Regions from separate parts of the Gossypium hirsutum genome. Here region 2 is linked to region 1. The links are chromatin contacts, called in public Hi-C maps. All regions are on one chromosome and are shown on one strand. The core of a region is the stretch at or near the end of the contact, and the rest is flanking DNA. Distances in the headings are between cores, read along the strand shown. Region 1 holds the start of LOC107896507 (calcium uniporter protein 2, mitochondrial). Region 2 has its middle 48 kb from the start of LOC121210673.

Region 1 (3,723 bases), core at 662-3,161:
TAAAACCCTTCAAAAGAAGGTTCTTTGGATGTCCTGAGGAAAAATGCATATCCAGCCATGAAATACATGGAGGTGACGTAGAAACAGATGGGTTCCATCACGTCCCATGTGAGTTCCCAAAAGGTTAGCCTCATGAACCCGGCTGTTTGGACCACCATGAATGCCAGGCCAAGCCAGAGTTCGCGACGGACCAGGGAATCGGCTTTTGAATCGATTATTGCTTTCTCCTTTTCTAGCGCAGCCAGTTCTTTTCTTCTGGGATCATTCGGGTTTGATCTAGATAAAGGAATTAGACCACCAAGTGCTTTTGCTACCTGTAGTCACAAAGTGGAAATCTCTGTTGGCTCAACTTGAAAGAAACAAAAATTGACTCAAATTCGTACCAGTAATTATGACTATGAAGGATGATGAAAGCAAGTAAACAATAAAAAGTGATTAATGCTTATGTCAGGTCAAGTTGAAGCCCATCTTTATCATATGAGGCCATTCCAACCTCTATTCCTCCACCAACCATTTTCCTTGTTCGACAACGCCACCTTTCCGCTCAATAGTTTCGTACATCTCCTCAAATCTAAACATCCAAACACATCTTCCCCAATTCGTTGCCCATTAAAACATAACTCCCATCATCACCCCTCGCCCTCTACCAACTCAAAAGTTGGAGAATATGCATGCAAAACAAAATGTAGAAACATCCAAGGGCTTTATTTATAAAAGCCCAGGAGATTAACTGTGAAAAAAAAGTTGTGATATTTGTGGTCATACTGTAGAAACATCCGAGGGATTTATTTATAAAAAATTTGGGTCCTTCAGTTCAATTCTCAGAAACCATCTCAAATGTGATACGTTTTTAGAGACCTGTAGTAAAAAAAAAATCCTGTTGAAATTAGCAGAAAAAGAAACCCAGAAAATCAGTTTTCGGTAGCTTCTAATGCTAATAATAAGTGAATTGAATTCGGGACCTACTTTTCATCACCATCACCATAAGCATGTAATTTTAATGTATACATATATGCTATCGTTGTAAGCCAAAACATAAATAAGATCTTATCTGCTTTCAATATAAAATTTCAAGAGATAATAAATAGACAAAAAAATTTATCTACCTGTTCCGATCGTAAAACGACGATGTTTCCTAATACGACGACGGTTCCTGATTCATCTAGCAATTTCGCAAACTGCAATCCTTGTTCATGATCCGAACAACTTTCTCCGCAAATCCGAAGAAAGTCGGAATAAGAAATCCAGATTTTCCCTGTCTCTCTCAGCTTCGTTTTCACCACTTCCAACTGCGCCACCTTTAACAACTTCTTCGCTTCCCGAACGGACAGTGCAGGCAGCTCCGAAACCGCCGATTTCGCCTCCAAGTGCGAGCTCAACCCGTCTAACCGGATGCGATCCCTGGACACATCGATTTCCCTTAATCTCTCCATTAAATTCTCCCCCATCGGTAACTTCCTCATCGCCGGTGAAGCCATAGATCCTTTATGAAGAAACCGCCTGAACATGCCATGGCCGTTACCCTTAGCATCTACTGGATCCACCGTCATACCGGTTGCTGCTTTCCCCGTTTTTCTTGCGATCCGCTTCTGAACCGTCGGTGAGGAAATCCGGCAGTTAGTAACAGCTTGCGAAGAAATTTTCGAAATATTAAAAAGCTTCTCTGCCAAGGTTTTCCTCAACGCCATTGCTAGAAATTAAAGAAGCTAACTAATTATCAAAAAGTTGTTGTTGTTGTTGTTTTTTTTTTTTTCTGGGGTGGGGGGGATAGAGTTTAGAAGATTTGAAAGCTTTGCTCGCTTGGTGTTGGCACAATCAATGAAGGTTTTGGCCCGTTTTATAGGGTCCAACAATGGAGGAAGATAAACAGAAAAATAGAAATTTACAAAAAAAGAATGAAAATAACGCGAGAATTTGAGAGATTTGAAAACATACTTCGCACTTTAGATTACTCCCTGCCTTACATTTTCGAGCATGCTTATAGGATCATCTCGTTAGGGGCGATTCTTTTCAATTTATCGGAACGAGAAATTGGAGAACCGATTTCACGAGAGGAAATATCGAAGAGCATGAGCTAATCACACTACACGTGGAGGGTTGAGCTTGAACTACAAATGACCTTTTGAACCGTCAGATCATATGAAAATTTATCATTCGCGCCTTACCTGATGTTGACTTTCATTTTGTAATTCATAAATACTGATTTGTTGAACACGTGTAACATTATTAGCGGAAGAAATCTAGAAGGTGAGAATAAATAGAAGGGTTTGGATTACATGGGAAAATTTCTGTGTGTTTGACGGCAGCTAAGACAGAAGTGGAAAGCAAATCAAGTTTCCTTTTTGGGGTTGGATGGATGAATATAAACGTTCACACAAACGTGTCGCCACATATATTTTGGTATTTATGTAATAAACAAAATCTTTAAAGTTGTTTGCGTTCACGATAAATCCTCAACATTTTATTTTATTTTTCTTTGGGTGACAAAAATTTCGTCAAGGAGTTGATATAACGATTGCCACCTGGTGGCTGTAAGATAATAATAATAAAAAAAAAACAGTATCACAGTCAAAGCATTTGAGGAGTTAATAAAATATGAAAAAGATTTGATGGTTAAAACAAATTTGAAATATTCGTTTTTTATTCACTTTATAATCCCTTAATTATTGAACATTTTAACATAATTATAGCTCACGACTAATTCTAACTCAAATCCTCCCAAGCATTTGTAATCCGACCATATTCTTTTGGTTTTATTGTGGGGAGAAACATATATTCAACCATTCCAAATTGATTCAATATTTACATATCAGTTCTAAAGTGGCTAAATTTATTTTGATCTAAATTTAAAAATGTTAACTTAAATCATTTTAATAACGATTAATGCTAATGATAATAATTTAGATGTACAAAACAATATTATTTGAAACTAAAATAATAATGAATGTGACAAAATTATTTTCCTTATCCATCAAATGAAGCTTAAGTAATGTAAATGTTTCAAGACAGCTTCATGAATATATGTTATTTATTTAAGGATAAAGAAGAAATATAGGAAGGTGATGTGGTGCTTAGATTTTCTTTTTGTTGTTCTTCGAATGCTGGGGTTTAGATTAGATCCATAACCAAATTTGATTCTAGATTCAACACTTATTTTAAAAGATAACATAAAATAAAAAAGAATTTAATCACATGATTAATGTTTTCATCTTAAAAAATACATCTAATTTTCTGCATAATTTAAGATAATATATTAAAACTTTATTTTATATTAATATTAACCTATCAACTTAACCAGATAACTCCTAAATAAGTAGTTGGATCACAATGTTTAAAAGTTTTCTTCAACAATATTTTAAGCAAATCCAACTGATTATAAAAATTATTTTAGGGCACATTTATGAATAAATTAATAAAGTTTAATTTGGTTGAAATTACGGTTTTAGGGATTTTGATATCTTTTTTCTAAGATTGTTATTCTACACGCTGTGAATTTTATTTTTTTTAACTTTCTATGGGTATAATATTAAGAAAAAGAATTAATGGATTGACAGATGTTACTTTTTTTAATACAACTTTTGGAGTTCAAAATATTTTATTATTAGTGTACCAAATGATTTTTATGATTATTATTTATTATTGCTGTCATTCAACTTAATTAGAAAATACATAAAAATCAAATTATATAATAAATATATATTTAATATTTTTTTCATAATTTAA
Region 2 (3,723 bases), core at 750-3,249, 350 kb before region 1:
TTACCTTTATTAACTTGTTTTTTTATTTCTCTCTAAATAAAATTAGAAATTTTATTATATATTTAGGTAGAAATAATGTATTTAGAACATAGATATATAAGAATATAAAAAGATGAAAACATCCACATATCATATAACTTAATCTGCAAATAAAATGGGTTTTAGTAATTCCCTAATTGAGTTGGGATCTAGTTGATGGATGAGATAAACTTAGTAAAAAGCTTAATAAATAGTATAGATATACAAATATATAAAAGTTTAGAACACATATATAACTTATTAGAGTTTCAAATAAAAATTAAAAATTATTTTAGTTCAAATGATAAATATAAAAAAATTTATATGCATAATATTCTCGATTCAAATCTCATCATAGATATATTTTTATTGATTTATAAAAGAATTAAAACAGCCATGATATAACTTACTTTACAAATAATAATTTAGATTTCACTAAAATGTTTAATCATGTATTTTTTTTTCACTGAAATGCTTTATTATGTAGTCTAAATTGGAATGGCTAATACGCCCAAGCCAATAGGCCCCCGGGGGTACTGTTCTCCTTGAATTAGATATAATTTTGTTCAGAGAGATTTAACTGATCCAAAGCTGTAGGACCTCATGGGCTTATCTTAGCGAACATGGTTTGAGAGTGATTATATAGTGATCACCTCACCTAGTTGATTTTGAGTAGATGAGCGTTGTTCAGGTGCTTCATTAAACCTTAATATCGCCACACGATGGCCAAAGTGACTTCGCCATTAATAGAATTCAACATGGTCCCAGATAAAGCAGAAAACAAAGAAAAAAAATCTTAAAGATTATACAGAATCAAACTATACTACTTAAATTGTAGGAAATCTACAGTTTTTTTTTAAACGTTTTTTCCCTCTTTGGTGGATGTTGTTAATAATAGAATAATAGAGACTGTTAGATTAAATCTGTTATTTTGTTAACAGCAGTTACTAGATAGTAGCTCATCTATAAATACCTCAAGTGTACTGATCAATGTTAAGAGAAATAATACATAAATTTTCAATTCTTCAATTCTGTTTTCTAATACTTAGTTGAGCTTTATTGATTTCTACATGAGATTTCAACATGGTATCATTCGCCTGACGATATTGGGACCTGCTCATCTGCCTCTCGTTCTCCTCCATGAACACCACGGCCTCTACTAAATCTGCTTCGGTTGAGCCTGGATCTCAGGCTTTCACCAGCGCTCGCCTCATACTATCGTTTCCTCGCCATGAAACGGTAAAATTAGATGCTAGCAATTTTATTCAATGGAAACAACATATTAGACTTATCGTTGAAGGATATGAGTTGCCTGGATTTTTGGATCGTACTGTACCTCCTCCGCTGCAATTTCTGACGTTTCCAGACGGCTCTCTTGTGCCGAATTCTGATGCTTCGGCATTTCTTCAACAAGATCGGTTGCTAACATACTGCCTTTTATCAACCATATCTCCTTCGGTACTAACATCTTTTACAGAGGCTCGGTCGGCATGCGATGTGTGGACCACCGCCACACGTCTATTTTCTGCGCCCATCAGGGCCAAGCTTTCTCGTCTTCGTCATGATCTCCATTCCCTGAAGAAAGGTAACCTTTTCATCCAAGATTACATAAGAAAGCTACAAAACCTGTGTGCATTAATAGAGGCCTCTGGCTCTTGGATCCCGAAGGCGAACAAAGTAGAAATCGTTCTTGCAGGTTTACCTCCGAAGTTTGACGCTGTTATCACATTAGCGTCGTTCTCGTCGGAGCCACTGCCACTCTAACTCCTCATTGATGTATTGCTTGAGTATGAAAGCCGACAGTTACGCGCCATGCTCGATGTTCCTCTTCATGCGAATCTGATAGATTCCGGTTTGACGCCGAATGTAGTTGACTCATAGCGTGGTGGTCGCCCACCAACTGGAGGTCAGGGACGAGGGTTCCAGCCCTGTATTCAATGTCAAAGCTACAGTAGATTTGGCTATGTGGCTCAAAAGTGTTATTACCAGTACAATAAAGACAATGATGGCCCATCATTTGGAGATTGTAGTTATAAACGAGTCGCACGTTCTAGTCCGGGCGAGAATAATGGTTTTTTTGCTCCGACGCTGGTGTCTAGTCTATTTGTTGCCTCTCGCTCATCAGCTCCGCAAGGTGTTGCCTCTCGCTCATCAGCTCCGCAAGGTGTTGCCTCTGGGAATCAGTGGCCTTCTCCTGCGCCGGAATTCACAAATGGAAATAATAGGGTTTTTACGCCGTAATACAGAAATGAAGGTAATAAGTTTACTAACCCATTTTGTGTTTATGTTGATAGATCAAATTACTTTGCTGGGGCCTATGGTGGGTCAAATGTTGGTTATGATTATGGACGTGGGTCAACAATGATTGCTGCAGGCGCTGATGGGGTTCCGTCTAATGGAGTCCACATGCGTGGCCCACCTTCTGGCCCAATGCATGAATTTGGGCGTGGACGTGTTTCTCACCCTGCTTGGTCGAAACCAAATGGGCCTATTGCTAACCATGTGGAAGCTGCTCCATCTTTTGGTTTTGGTCATGCATTTGGGCCGTTGGATGCAAGTACATATAATGGGCTTGGGCCATATGTTCCTTGGCGAACAAAACCACGGGCTTGAATTTATACGGGCTTCGATCTATGCATTAGGCTTCCGCGTATACCTGAGGTCCATACGTCTGATATCTCCGATACTTTAGGGTCTAATGTGCATGCCACTTAGTATGAATCCAACTTTGATGGTTCTGATTCTTTTGTTTCTCTACCAGTGGGTACTGCCTCATGGTATCCTCACTTTAGGGTGTCACACCGTGTCTGTCGCAATACGTCTACATTGAATGGTTCTACAACTTATTCAGGTAACTCTTCTCTTTTAATAGGTGATGGTACTCCGCCTAAGATTTTCTCTGTTGGAAACTCAATGTTACCTACTCCGCATAAATTGCTCCGACTATCTAATGTGTTATGTGTGCCAACCATACTGAAAAATCTCATATCTGTGTCTCAATTTGCCACTGAAAATGATGTTTTTTTTTAATTTCATCCGACCTTTTATGTTGTCAATGACATCAAGACCAGTGAAATATTGCTAAAGGGCCATATTCGTGATGGGCTCTATCACTTCTCTCCGCCCTATGTACCTGCTTTGTATCTTGTAGATCCCTCTAATACTGACGTTGGGCTTCCGAATCAGAGCGACAGTTGTGACACTTTCACTCTCTGGAACAAGTGTCTTGGTCATCTATCTGCTGCTTTTGTTAAGGATGTTTTGAATAACTGTGGTATTGCTTTCAATAAAGAATGTCTTGATACTGTTTGTACTGCATGTCAAAAAGAGAAGTCGCATAAACTCCATTTTTCACTTTCTAATACTAAATATAATGAACCTTTTTCCTTGGTGGTCTCCGATCTATGGGGACTTGCGTCTGTTGTTTGTGGCTACAACTGGTATTATGTTTTATTTATTGACATGTGCACTCGCTTTACCTGGGTATATCTTATTCGTCAAAAGTCTCAGGCAATCGATTGCTTTGTTTAATTTCAACAATTAGAAAAAAAATCAGTTTGAGAAAACCATTAAACAATTTCAGAGTGATTGGGGAGGAGAGTTCCACAAATTCACGTCTGTATTGGCAACTCAAGGGATAATTCATCGCTTGACCTGTCCACATACGTCAGAACGGAGTGGCTGAGCGTAAACACCGGAATATTG

The links. Hi-C and Micro-C count contacts between places; a contact is called where the count stands out from the background.
Region 2: a Hi-C map of leaf shows a contact between it and region 1, with 5 times the contacts expected there. The contact joins the enhancer-like site here to the promoter of LOC107896507 in region 1. A contact is called at or near these places in 17 of 34 Hi-C or Micro-C datasets (anther, callus, hypocotyl and 3 more).

What each region holds. Positions count from the first base shown.
Region 1 is chrA11:28,291,114-28,294,836 of Gossypium_hirsutum_v2.1, reverse strand. LOC107896507 (calcium uniporter protein 2, mitochondrial) reads right to left here and starts at 1,911. Exons shown (of 2, transcript XM_016821690.2): 1 at 1,107-1,911; 2 at 1-314. The coding sequence starts at 1,688.
Region 2 is chrA11:28,645,562-28,649,284 of Gossypium_hirsutum_v2.1, reverse strand. No RefSeq gene overlaps it. Among protein-coding and RNA genes, the nearest start is that of LOC121210673, 48 kb to the right of the region's middle. Within about 2 kb of position 1,999, at least 6 of the 9 cell types and tissues checked have an H3K27ac peak or open chromatin away from gene starts, as enhancers often do. A contact at or near this core is called in hypocotyl and leaf, where this site is marked.